Regions from separate parts of the Bos taurus genome. Here region 2 is linked to region 1. Evidence: chromatin contacts called from public Hi-C data. All regions are on one chromosome and are shown on one strand. The core of a region is the stretch at or near the end of the contact, and the rest is flanking DNA. Distances in the headings are between cores, read along the strand shown.

Region 1 (6,906 bases), core at 4,133-6,632:
ACAGGGCATCCTGTAACCGCGCTCCACCTGCTCCAGCACCTCCCGGTTGTTCATGCCTGCAAAGACAAGGGCCATGAGAGCGGGCGCCCCCGCGTCTTCTCTTTCTTCTCCTTGGAGCCTACAGGTGGTTAAAACATGTTGAGTGCTCCCACCTCACCCAGAGGCGAATCCTGTCTTCAATGGGCTATCTCACCACTCAGAAATAAAAAAGGACTCCCCTACTGACACACGTGAAGCCCTGGAGGGTGAATCTCAAAAGCATTAGAAGTGAAAGAAGCCAGACACAAAAGGCGACGTACTGCATGATTTCATTTATATGAAATTCTAGAAAAGGCAAAAACTATAGTGATAGAAAGCAGATCAGTGGTTGCCAGGGGTGACGGGGAGGGCAATCCTGCAAAGAGGCCGCAGGGAACACAAGGGTGAGGGAAACGTTCTGTATCAGCAAACCCTCCCTGTAAAGGCCAGGCAGTAAAGATTTTAGGTTGCATACTATCTCCGCCGCATATCCTTCATTTTATTTATTTTTCTACAACTCTGAAAATGCAGAAAACAAAGACAGAGTGGGAGCCAGATCTGGCCTAGGAGCTGTAGGCTGCCAATCCATGTTCTATACCCTGAGTATGGAGGTGTGACTGTTTATGTTTGTCAAAACTCACTGAATTCTTAAAACTGTAGAATTCTATTGTATGTAAATTATACATCAATTATGCTGACAAAAGTATGAATGAAGCAGATAAAAACAAATCCAGGGAATGAAAACTAAACTGTCCTTTGTTCACAGGACCTATAAGCTCTGTTGATGTACTTCATAAATTGGCTGTCCTCGCGCCTGGACAAACTCTCAGTGTTTGGCCATTCGAGATCCGACATCACGCCATCACTCTGGGCTCTGTCCAGCCCAGTGACCCCCAGGTGCCCTGGGTTAAGATGACTCTGACAGGGAGACAGGGCACTGTTTACTGATGACCTCAGACAGGCCATCAATCACTGAGACCTCTGTGACCCTCTGGGGGAGCTGCCTGATACAGAGACTTCGGGATGCCTGGAGCTAACAGGAGACGTTCTGGGAGACTGCCAGCCCTCTGGAGAGTGCAGCCTTCCTGCACGCTGGCCTTCTCAACAGAACAGGAAATACCACATGAGGGGTGGACGGGGGAGCTGAATGCCCTGACCCCTTTCTCAATCACTGCCAGGCTCTCTTCTCTGGTTTGCTTCCCTTTTCTGCCGTATCGTGTTCTGCCATCGCCTGCCAAGCCCTTGTATGTTTTGGCTACTCCTTGGCCCTGAGCCTATAATCTGGAATCCTCTCCAACCTCTGACCCAGTTAATTTATAAAAGCAAAAACCCGAGTTTCAGCCATTCAGAAACCTGGAATTCTTCCCCTGGCTCTCAGGGCTCCGATCAGCAGGACACAGTGTGTACATTTTGCGACTTCTGGAGGAGACGGCAACCCGCTGAGCAGAACCACCCAGCCAGAGCAGCAGGGCCAGGTCACGACCCTGTCCCCCTGTCCCCCAGAATCGCTCAGATTCTGCGATCTGTTGCCAGTTCTCTTTGTTGTTGTTTTTGGAGCTGGGCTGATTCCAGCTCCCGTGACTGTCAACCACAGCCCTGTCAGTCACATGCTTATCCAAACCCTTTCAGGATGCTTTCTTATTCTCTGCCACTGTAATTCACTGAGGTGATAAAATCTGTGTATTATTCCTGCTGTGTTGAAGTAGGCCTTCAGTTTAATTTTCTAACATAACTCTGCTCATATTTTGGTGGTGACCCTTATTTTAGTGAGAAAGGCTCAATAGTTGAATCTGGGTTCCCTTCTTCCACACCATGCCTGACTTCACAGGGGCTCTCTTCAGTTGGATGACTGGTCAGCTCTGTAGTTAATTACCTTACGTCCTCTTCCAACCACTGAAAACTCATTTTGATAAGTCAGGGTGGGGCGGGGGGGCGGTTGGAAGCAAGGGGAGATGCTGAGGTTGCCACTGGAGTGTCCCGCAGGGCTCTGGACAAACAGGGCAAGGGACAAGGGCCAGCATTTCCTCATCCACAACCCCCAATACAACAAGCTCTGCAAAGCACAAGTTCTGGGAACCTCCCTGGCAGCAAACTGATCTGAACTCACCTTATTTGGCCATAAAACCTGACCTGGTATGAGGCGCTAGACTGTTTTTCTTCATTTATACATATTAGAAGAATTAAGGATGTATCCGAACACAGAGTGCAGCCCAAGACCCTCCTAAGGTGTTATACAAATTATGGTCTAAGCACTATATGGACTTTGAAAAAGAAAACCAAATCTGACTGTGAAGGCTGTCCAGTCCCAAGGGTTTTGGCTGTGAAGCTCTGGCACGAGTGGACAGCAACCACCACATTCTAGGAGCCCAGAAAGGTTAGGAAGAGAGCATGAGCCCGTACCAGGACTGGCTTCCTCCAAAGTGTGTGCTTTGTATTTCAGTGCAGTCCTTGGTTTCTTAACATCTCAGAAGACACATGCCTGAACCTGCAGAAGTCCCCCTTGACCCTGACCCTGCCAGGAGTCTGTGAGAACTGGAGGAGAGACAGGTGGGCGGTCTGAGCCTCAGAAGGTCCGACAGGCCCTGTTGGAGGTGGTTACACCCCCCGCCAAACCCAAATGCCTCCTCCTAATGCTTCATTCTGGCACTGGGATCATCCAAAACCACACCACAGAGCTTAGCTAATCATTCTCCTATTGCTCTGCAGCCCTTATGTCATTACAGGATTCTTGTCATTAAAAAACAAACTACTCAAATGGAAAGATTTCATGTATTTTTTTTTTTTTAAGTCTTGATCCAGTCTTCACCAATGGAAAGTTTAATTGGCCACTTGAGTCAAGCCTGTTTTTCCAGTGCTCTGCCTGAGTCAGGGACACAGCTCGACCCTCAACATGTAGCATTTTAGGGAGGCAGCCTGCTCCCCAGGGCAGCTGGGACCAGGGATGGAGCTGGGCCTTGGCCCTCGTGGTATCACCAGCTGGCCTCGCCGGCAGCTCCTCCCCATGCCTTCCACCTCCTTTCTGCCCACATCCTCTTCTTGTTTCTCCTCTCCCCGCTCTCATGCCACTCCCCAGGTTCTCCCAGCATGAAGAGCACACAAAACCAATTCGACGCACCAGGCTAACAAGAAACATACCAACATCAGTTTTGCCAGAAAAGTGGGATATAAGACAATGCACTTGGCTGACAATGACAGTCTGAATGGGACTGGATCTTTTCCGGGCATCCATAGGCCAGAAGTGGACCCAGCTCCTTCATGATGGTTCCTGGCAGTGGGAACTGCACAACCAAGAGATGCTTGCTCAGCAAGGCTTGGGTCACTTTTCACTTCACAAACAATAGCCCAAGTAAGTGGGCTGTGTTCATATTTTTTTCAAAAAAGAGTATTCTTGGCTATAAGAACTTTGAAAAATCACGTGTAAGAATTGCTTTTTAGTAAAAATGGATTTTCCTCTTCATACTACTATTTCATGAGCTCTTTTTGAAAGTGAAAAGAAAAGTGGAAAAAAAAAAAAGAAAAGTGAAAGTGTTAGTTGCTTTAGTCATGTCTGACTCTTTGCGACCCCATGGTCTGTAGCCCACCAGGCTCCTCTGTCCATGGAATTCTCCAGGCAAGAACACTGGAGTGGGTAGCCATTCTCTTCTCCAGGGGATCTTCCTGATACAGGGATCAAACCCAGGTATCCTGGATTACAGGCAGATTCTTTACCATCTGAGCCACCAGGGAAGGTGAGGGCCAGGGACTGGGAAGGGAACACACACAACATTGAGTTTAGGGAGGCCAGCGGAGTCCTGAGGGATGTGGGCAAAGGGAAGAATCTTTGTATCTTAGTTCCAATTGAGGAAGCGGGTGGGGGTTGGGGAGGAGGCTGCCTGGGAATGTTCTGCTTATTATTTTCCTTCTTAGGGGAGAAACTGAAGAGGCAGAAACTTTAAAACATGGTTGTATGTTTTGTAACTTTGTCAACAACAGTTCTTAGTGGAAGCTACAATAGAGAGTGTTTTTCAACAGGAGGGTGCTCTATGTCAGCCTGTGGCATCCAACCATGTCATGGTAACAAAGCTCCCGAAGGCATGTTGCCTGGATCCCAACCTCCACGTCAGAGAAGGGGCACAGGGCTTGGTGACCAGCAAGCAGACACACTGGCTGTTTTCACTCCAGCCTGTCCTCCTCTGCCCCCACCTCAGTGGTTCCTTACCTTTCTGCTCTCCTTGTGGTCAGTCAGGAAAATGGACCATTTCCACAGGTCACTCTCACAGGGCACATAGCCCAGTGGGACTCAGTTCACAGAACACCTGTGTAGTCTGCTGTGCCGGGGTTTACTTTCAGATACCTCTTCCTGCACCTTCCATGGGGGCCTCCTGTCACCCTGCATCTCAGGCTCTCAAACATGGTCACTGGTAGCCTCATTTCCAGTGGGTCTGCCCCAAACCCTGCAGCTGAGATTCTCTGGCCAAGTGGACTGAATTCACTTCCTGCCATTATGACCGTATTATCCTTCCAAATCATGCTGCTGGCTGCCTCTAGGTTCCTGAATTAAGGTCAAGTTTCCAGCTCTCACTTTCCAACCCTTACTATGTATGGCTGCCAACAGTCTCTGCTTTCACGTGTGCGTATTTTCCATCCCTTCGCTCCTTTTTCTCCTCCCTCCTTTTATTTTACACTTTCCTGTGCCTCTTCCTTAAGCTAGATATTAACTCAGTGGTGTCTCCTTGCTTTTTTTTTTTGATCTCCAGGGAAGAAGTAACAGTCTACCCACTCCAGTATTCTGGCCTGGAGGATTCCATGGACTGCATGACTGAGCGACTTTCACAGTTAAGAAAACCATTTTCATTGCGGAGCCACTTTACTCTTTCAACTCTGTGTCTCAGCAGGTGATTGACTTCCCCTGCCTCAGTTTCTCTTTGTCAGTGGAATATCTCCATATTCACTGTGCTTTCAGCTCACTGAAGTGTCTTCTATGAACGGAGGGTATTGGGCTTGACAGCTCACCATTTCAGTTTCCTAATACGGATCTTCCAGGGGCTGTGGCTATACAAGTGGGGATTCTTGCTGTTTACCATCCAGGTTTGTATCTGGATTGGACTAGGGGTTGCAAGATTTTTGTGCCATGTGAATAATTAGGCCCTTTGACAATGGGAATGATGCTCAGGTTCTCAGACACGCAGCTTACTTCTGCAAACCGAGCTTTCTGTTGAAAGGAAATTAGAAGCTATTGTGCATCAGGCTTTTTGTCAGAGGCTCCCCCTGGCTTCTCTACACAAACCCTGTAAAAAGCCCTTCTGTTTACTTGTCTGCTGAGCGGTGCTGGGAGTGCAGGGAGGGCGGAAGGAAGGAGGGTGCCATTAATGGTGCTTGCTCAGCACGAGCGCGTGCTATCAGATGCCCATGTGCTCTAGTTATCTTACTGGGCTACAACTGGGACACATCAAGTTCGGTTTTGGTTATGAGATCAAAGTACAGACTCCGGGCAGATAGATGTTGCTCAAAGAGGAGAGCTGAAAATAAAGGAGTGACCTTGAGGCGGCACAACGATGACTCTTGTTTCTCTTTCTGCATCTTAACCAGATAAGCTTAGGACACCTGTTTTTATGAAGCCCACTCTATTAATAAACACAGAAATGACAGCTACTCAGGTGCCATAACACACAAAAGTTAAAGTTGATAATCCAGTATCATGAACAGCTCCTTTGTCCCAGTAACAGTGAAAAAGTGACAGAGAGGGTGAGGGTGAGGGCAGGCCACAGAAATCCACAGGGGTACACAGGAGCAGCAGGGGGTAGGACTGGGGAGCAGAGAGCCCCTCCCTGTCTGCTCTCTCCTCCACCAGCCACGTGGGCCAAGAGAAACCTTGTCGGGGGAGGTAACAAGACTCCTGGGCATTCCAGGCAGGACTCCTCTGGCGGGAACAACAGGAGCCAAAACAGAAAAGCCTGAGGACCGTGGATGGGAGCACGGAAGGCAGAAGACTAAGCACCCTAGGCTGAGATTTGAAGTTTCATCCCAATTCCCTTTTTCCTGGATGGAGAGTCCCGACCTCTTCCTCCCCCAGGAGAAACCTGCCCCCAGTATCAGGCTGGGCCCAGTGGGGATAAGGGTGACGATGATGGGCTGCTGAACACAAAGGAATTTAGGTCTACAGCTCAGGCTCTGTTGGAAGGCATCTGAGTGGGGCAGAGGGACGATGAAGGTGGAGACTTGCAATTCTTCAAGGAAAGTGCTATACATTCACTAATTTATCTCCCTCTTCAAGTCATTATCAAATGACTAGATGCAGTCACGAAAGTCAGGCAGCTGTCAGTTGTTAGAAGAGTTGAAAGCACTGCAAATGCATAAATAAATGTGATATGCTTAAGAGAATGTTCCTGCTTTGCCAGATCCTGCCAAATTCCCAAAGCAGGTGTTCAGTGGAGAGCCAGGGCCCAGAACAGCCAGGACATTCTGCTTAGAATGATGCTGGGACGTGGTGTTTGAACTGACCACGGGGTCAATTTCCCAGAACAACTTTGAGGACAGAGGCTACTCTGCGGCTGGGAAAAACACGCCTTATTTATGTTTGGAGATGATGAAATAGAGTTGAAAGGTTTTGCAGGCTATGGGCAAAGTCTTATTTTAAAAGCCTCTTGGGCTAATCATTTTTTCCCCTCTGCCCACCCATCCATCCATCCAGCCCTTTATCCCTCCACCCATTCTTCCGTGTATGTGCTTAAGACTTACTGAGAGTCTACTAAAGGAGCCCCCTTCTCAGGGTTCAGAGCTACTGGGAAACAGAGACACACAGACAAGGGCTTCACCAGAGAGGTACCTAGTGGCATGGGAGTGAGCAGAGGAGCGACCCAGGAAGAGACATGGAGAAGGCGACACAAAGGAGGGGACTTTGGGTTAGGG
Region 2 (7,330 bases), core at 4,462-6,961, 160 kb before region 1:
TGTCAAGGACATGCTACACTGCAAAAAAATTTAAAATTTAAATCAGTTTACATATAAATATGTATAATAAAACCAGAAATTATTGGCTTTCTTTAATATAAGAATAATTCTGCAGTTCCTAAACTGTATTTATATAATCAAATTAAACACTTTCATCATGCAATCACATATTTTAGTTGATACTTATTTGGGAGCCCAATATCAAACTCAAGGCTTTTTCTCATGTTTCTGATAGTTTTTCCTTAATTTTGTATATATATTCTTTCCAAATTATAAAATAAATATATTCTCTGCTGAAAAATACAAACTACACCTCCTAGAGATAAGCAACCTTTATATTCCGGTGCATTTTTAATAAATTATTATTTCATAAACTGATTTTTCTCACATAATATATTGATAGCACTTTCCTGTATTATTTTATATTATACTTATATAATAATCATGAAAACATGATTTTAATGACAAATTCTACTAAATATGCCCAATTTATGTAACCACTTCTCGGTTGCTGAACATTTGGGGTTGTTCCCTGTTATGCCTATCATCTATTATTGATTAATTCTTGCAACAAATGCTTGAATTTCAAGCACTGTGGTAAGCAACCAACCATTGGCTGTATAATGGTGAGCAAAAATGAACACATTACCAGCATTTATGGAGGTAACTGGGAAAAACAAACATTAATCTCCTATGTATATAAAAATGACAACTACAGCAAGTGTTATGAAGGAAAGTTTATGAAGCTTTGAGAGTCTATGGTAGGGAAGGCTTCCCTGAGGAAAGATAAATTGGAGTTTAGGTGAAGGAAAAGGAAAAACATTCTAGGCAGAGGGAACAGCAGGTTCAAAGGCCTCATTGTGGGAGGAGCATGGCAAGAATAAGGGACTGAAATAAGGTCAATATGGCTGGAACATAAAGAGCAAGGCAAGAAGGACATGGCTCAAGCCATGACTGGATAGAGAGGCAGGGGCCAAACTGTGCAAGACCTTGTAAGACATGTAGACGCCACCACATAAGACATGTAGCTTTGTCCTTATCCTAAATGCAATGGAAAACTACTGAAGCTTACCAAGTAGTAGGGGGATATAATAAGGTTTGCATTTTGAAAAGATCTCTCTCATTACAGTGTAGAAAACAGATTAGAGGGGAACAGAATAGATTGGGGTAGGCCAAGATTAGGAGGCTATTGTTGTAATGCTAGTAGTTTAGACTAGGGTGGTGATGGATAATGAAAGAAATAGGCGGATTCAAAAGATAACCAGATTTTGTCAAAAGATTTACATTCGTAGACCAAAATCCCTAAAACTGAAATTATTGGGTCAAAAAGCATTTCAAGGATTCTGCTATGCATTGCCAAGCTACTGAGCCAAGACCAGTTTTCTTTTCATTTGTGAATTACCTTGTATCTGTTCCTCTATTAGAATTTTAAAATTCTTTTGAAATTCCTTTAAAATGACTTAATCCATACTTCCTTCATGAAGCCTTCCCTGACTCCCCTTTTGGCCTGCCAGGTGGTCACTGAACACATCCTCTGAGTCCTCACTTTGTCTTATACACATTTCTTTTATATTCCAATTGAACTATGTTTGAATTATGTTTACATGTCTATCATCTCTCCTACATTGTGAGCTTGTGGAGGGTAAAAGTTGTTCATAAGTTGTTCGTTTAAAAAACAGCTCAATATATGTACTAAGTTCTCATTAAGTGTTCACTGAATAAACTGAATCACATATTATAAGATTCCACTGTGTCCACAGATTTTAGAGGACTCCTGTTTAATAAGCTTCTGATTAACTTACGGGTTATTTAAGTCAAGCGTAACACAGAAACCTGATAAAATTTGGAACTCGGGCTTCAGATACATACTAAAGTGACTAATTTTGTTTGTGGTAAAACACTACATCTCAGTAGTGCTCCTGAAAAATCTTTCTAATATTTATATTCAATAGGCATTGTGTTATGTTAAAATATTGTTAAACGATTTAGCAAAAAAAAAAAAAAAGGCTATGAACAAACAAGACTTTTATTAGAGAAATTATTTGTCATCTAAGTTGTTGATAATTCATTAGCTAGAGGAAGACTGGGCAGGGGGTAGGGGGATGATGGCAGAGTTCCTTACAGTACTCTTAAAGTCAAGCAGCTCCCTCTATAGTCTGTTTGGCCTACTTTGTTTAATTACTTGCTTTGTGAACATCTCGCTCACACTCTTCTATTTACTCCTCCTCTGCATCTCAGCAGGGAAGCTTTTGAAACGATAATTCTGTTTTAAATTGATGCTGAGAAAACTGAGAAAGCTGTCTAAGCTCAACACGAAGTGAGTTACATCAGGCAACTAATAAGCAAGAGTTGGGATGTGGTAACTGGGCAGCTTCCCAGATTCACCTGAGTCAGTTCCTCATAGTAAAGCCCTAGGATTTTGAAGTGAAATCCCAGAACACTCACACCCATATTCAAATCTAAGTGAAAAAATAAAAAACGCTGTCTTGTACTGTAGTTAGGTATAACTTGGGTTCCCTCCACTAAAAAAGTTACCAAAAAGTTGTTAAATTGCTCAATACATTGTATGTCAAAACAATATTCAAGTCATTTTTAAATGAGTGAAAGAAAAGCAAAAGATGTTTTTGGGTTTTTAAAAATAATTCCATCACTTACATATAGAAAATTTAAGTGATTCTCTCAGGAACCAATATCCTCAACCAGCATGGGATTAAATCAGTCAGGAGTTACCATTCAAATCTGAATGTACCAGTTTTTAAAATACCTTTTCAAATTTCATCTTAAGATATGAGAGCTTTCAAACCTAATACACTAAATTTATTTCTTAAATTACTCAAATATGCCCTCAAAACATAGGACAATAGGAAGTCAACTGGACTGTTTTCTAAAGCAGAAAAATACTTTTCATGCAATAATAGAAAACTGAACTAGTAAAACTCTAATAAATGAATTGGTTCAAAATTTTATAATGTACATCTGAAACGGTCACTTTATTTGGAAGATTTCTTCTGCTGCTATTTTTCACAATTTCACTTGAAACGCAAACTCAGTTTAAAAACATTTTCTCCAAACCAACGTAAGGAATTGAGGATTCCCAAAATTAACTACTATATAGAAAAAACTTAATTTTATGAGTCTGTAACATAGATTTACCGTATTACAATTTTTCATTAATTTTACTAATTAGTAGATATATAAACAGTTTGTGATTTCAAACAATAAATCTGTTTTCATTAAAAATTCTAGCATTCAAACTAGAGAACCAAATTGACTTCTTTTTTATATTATTTTCAAAATGTATTTTACTAGGTGGCTGGACTGGTTTTCTTTGGGGAGACAATTCAGAAGCAGATAATAGGATAGTTTTTGTTTATGCTTATTAACATTAATTTTATGTGCTAGAAATGATGACTTGATTTCTGAAAGCTGTAAACTCTTAATGTATGCCAGTGACATCAAAATTTTTCACCTTTTGAGGAAACACAAAAATTTTATAGTAAACTCAATTCAATAATCCTACAACTTACAGTTTGAAATTCTCTGTATCAAGTTTTGTATCGTTCAATGTGTATACCAAAAAACTCTGATTTACATTATACATTTCAAGGTGTATTTTCTAAAATCCAGTTTTTTTTTTTTAAAGGGGGAGTGATGCTGGTAATCTATTGTAAGATGGCCAAGAGGAAAGAAATAAGTATTTCTTTCGTCTTTTTTTAATACTGAGAAACAAAAGTATACCATATTCTTTATTTTTTTAAGAATTTTTTTCATATAATAAAATTAGTACTAGCTCACAGTGAAATTTTTTTTCCACAAACAAAACTTGCCTATAAAACAAAGCTTGCAAATCACTCAAAGATACATATTTAATCATTAGTGTAGAAAAAAAAATTACATGTAGAAAAGTAACCCAAACCATATAAATTGTAATACCCAGTATATGCCACAGTATTATCACGTCCCCTGATAATTTCAAAATGTGGCTGAACAGAGTTATATCAACATCACAATCTTATTTTTCCTCTGTACCTGAAGTGAAAAAAACAACAACAGTATATTACACTGAAATTCCAATTAGAAATAAATACAGCACCACTATACTTAAAAGGGCAGAAAATCTATCCTTTAAAACATTTTATTGCCTCTATTCTCCAGCCTCTAAGTTTCAGGTGTTACACTTTCAACAAATGGTTAACAGCATTCAAATGCCCCAACTTAAAAACTCCATATAATCAAAAGCTTTGTCACTATTTTAAAAAGAAACATCAAATATCATTCTATCAAATCTCACTAACAACACTGAAATTTTTAACGACGAGAATTCACATTAAAAGATAACTGCTTAGAATGAGTGCTTGAGTTTGGAAAGTGCTATTATCTTGATAGCCCACAGGAAAACTGACTGTAGTAATAAGATGAATGGTGATTAGGGCAAGGAGCATCAAGTGGGAAATGCTATCTAAAATCCCATAGGGCAGTACATAGCTAGAGAGCATCTCTTTCTAGGAGGCAGCTCCATTATTTCACATAGGCAGTTCAAAGCGTGTAGAAAAGCAAAACAATTTAAAACCTTGCAAATCTGGCCGCTATCCTACTTACACTATCATAAATTCCCAAGAGCTTCTGAGAACGTAGCTTCTGTCTCCCCACCCCACTTGTTTGAAATAGTTTTTGAAAACAAAACAACCTATTAAAAAGCGTATTGTCTTAAACGTACGTGTATTTAAAATGCAATCCTACAACCCAGCATAGGGACATTTCTTTAATGCTTGCGTTGCTGGGCTTAGCTGTGGTTCTTATGAAATTGACGCTATTCAGTGGGATGTTTTACACTGGGCGACATAAACATGCATTTCCTACTTCCGCGGATACACACTTCCCTGAAAGCAACGCACCTGGGGGCGCAGCCCTGCCCCCAGACTCCTAGGCTTTACCTGAAACTCTAAGGAGTTACGACCTGCCCTCACAGCAGAACCACATGGTCACTTCAATGAGAAAGATTATCTGGCCCCAGGCGCCACTCTTCAGCCCACAGCATCTCCAGAAGGGGCAGAGGAGAGCGCTGCTAAGAAGAGGCGACGAGGAGCGACTGACAACAGAGCTGACACTTCCCTACTCCTCAAGCCGTTTCCATCAAGGGGCACTTGGGAGACGCAGAGGGTGTCCGAGGTCCCACCAGTCAACCACCTCAGAGAGTTGCCCTGCGCGCCCGCTCACGGAAGACATGGCGCGGCCACCTGACCCAGTCCTCCGGGGCGAGAGCGACGCCCGCTCCGCCTGCCCGCGCGACCCCGAGTGTGCGGACCCGGCTCCCGACCGCTGCACGCAGTGTAAACACTCGGCGCCCGCCGCCTCCCCGCCTGGGGTTGGATGGGGGGAGGAGGGGGCGGAACGCTCGCGCAGACCCACATTTTTGCGCCTCTTGTCATGCTCGGGAGGAAAAGGCAAGGAGGGCGAAGGGGAGGGAAGACGCAGCAGCGATCAGCCGAGAGGGCCGGCGCCGGCGGCGTGCGCGCGGCGGGGAGAGCTGCCCGGGCGCCCGCCGCTCCCGCCCGCTCCCCGCGCCCGCTTACCTGCCGGGGTCGCTCCGAAGATTCGCACCACCGGCACCTTCTTGACAGGGGCCTGGGTGAGGGGGGATTGGCAGATATCCAGCCCCTGCAGCGGGCTGGCCATGTAGTAGTCGGCAGTCACTATCCTCACTGAAAACATGTTTGCCGCCGCCGCCGCCGCCTCCTCTTCACTAGCGACCTGGCAACGGCAGCAGCAGCGGCGGTTCCTTCCGCAGCGGCGGCCCCACAGCAGCGGCGGCGGCGGCGGCGGCGGCGCCCCCTCCCCTCACACTCAGACACGGCGAGCCGCGGCGGCGGGCGGGGCGGCGTGGGCACTGCTGCCGCCGCCTCCTCAGGAGCACCCGGCGAAGGGCGACAGGGGAGAAGCCCTCGCGCTTTCGTCGGTGCTGCTGCTGGTGCTACCGCCACTGCCGCCGCCGCCGGGAATTACACGGGCTCCTCGGTCCCCGGCTGCAGCTCTTGTTGCCATGATGATGATGTCACGGACGCAACCACTGGGGGAGGGGAGAAGGGGTTGTGTGTGTGTGAGCGTGTGGGGCGAAGGGAGGGCCAAGAGTAGTTGGGGGAGGGGACACGGCGGGAAAGGGAGGGAGCGGGGCGGGCACCCGAGCGGGACACCCACGCGGGGGGCCGAGAAGGTGTTTTCTCCCCCCGCCCCCGGGCACGCCGCGAGGGCGGAGGCTGCAGGAGAGCCGGGCCCGCGCTGGGCACGGGGAGTCGATGACTCGGCCGGTGGGCACGGCCACCTGGGGTGAGGGGCAGCGGAGGGAGGGGGCGGCGGAGCACCGATGTCATAGATGGGCTCGGAGGGCCCGGCGGGGAGGGGGACGCCAGTGTTCAGGGTCGTTTTTTGGCGGCTAGGCGGGATTGGCCGGAGCCGCGGCGATCGCGCTCGCCTCGCCGACCGCCATTTCACATCCTGCAGAGAAGGCGGGGGCAGCCGCGGAAACGGCCTTTTACAAGGTAAGAAAACCCGCCCGCAGGAGCGGGGCGGGGGGGGAAGGCGAGGCGCAGATCTCGTGCCGCCGCGGCCTCGCGGGAGGCGGGGGCGGCGGACCCAGCCGGCCCTTCTCAGGTAACGCCTCGGCCTCGCGCGTGGCCCAGGGGCGGCGCGAGGGGCGGGGGCGCGCGAGCGCGGGCTTCGGCCTATAAAAGGGCCGCCCCGCCGTTCCCTCCCGAACGTGCGAGACGCCGGGCCCCCTCCTCCTCCGCCGCCGCTCTGCAGTGTCTGCACCCGGCCGCTTAATGAGATTTATTCATGCTCGGCTCTGCTCATCTTTGCCAGGGGTTGGCAGATCCAGTGCACAGGGATTTCCCACAGCGGTGTTTTTCTCCCGCCCCTTTGCTTCCCTCTCGCCGTAGTATATATATCCTTCCTTGGTTTCGTCCCGGGGCCCGCAGGCTGCGTCCCGGGCGCGCGCCTGGACATGTAAGGACTTGTCAGTTCCCAGTGACCTCCCTCCTCCCCTCCCTTCCCCAGCGGAATATAGGATTAAGAGCCCTTCAGCGAAATTTTTGGCCAAAGAAAAAGGCCCATGAAAGTCACCGCATCAGATGTGGACTCCCAGTGTTACTCATTAATGGTTTGTGTGAGGGTTTACTAGCCTAAGGCCAGAAAGCAAAAGGGAAGGACCGTTAGACAGAACAACTAAATCCAAAAAGGAGGGGTGCGGTTGTGAAAGCGAGGGGGGAAAAGAGGGTAGTAAGCGATGCAGCTGGGTTGTCCATGATATTGGAACCGTTAGGTTTTTGTCTGA

The links. A called contact is a pair of places that touch in the nucleus more often than the background predicts.
Region 2: a contact with region 1 is called in a Hi-C map of liver, with 2.2 times the contacts expected there. The contact joins the promoter of LOC784866 here to the enhancer-like site in region 1. A contact is called at or near these places in 2 of 11 Hi-C or Micro-C datasets (liver and skeletal muscle).

Annotation. Positions count from the first base shown.
Region 1 is chr9:38,773,442-38,780,347 of ARS-UCD2.0, reverse strand. FYN (FYN proto-oncogene, Src family tyrosine kinase) reads right to left here. Exons shown (of 13, transcript NM_001077972.1): 13 at 1-56. Among named protein-coding and RNA genes, the nearest start is that of TRAF3IP2, 43 kb to the left of the region's middle. Within about 2 kb of position 5,382, at least 25 of the 102 cell types and tissues checked have an H3K27ac peak or open chromatin away from gene starts, as enhancers often do. A contact at or near this core is called in liver and skeletal muscle, where this site is marked.
Region 2 is chr9:38,928,823-38,936,152 of ARS-UCD2.0, reverse strand. It overlaps LOC784866 (gametogenetin), which reads left to right and starts at 5,711. Exons shown (of 6, transcript XR_009495904.1): 1 at 5,711-6,305; 2 at 6,435-6,536. REV3L (REV3 like, DNA directed polymerase zeta catalytic subunit) reads right to left here and starts at 5,712. Exons shown (of 32, transcript NM_001206172.2): 1 at 5,574-5,712. The coding sequence starts at 5,712.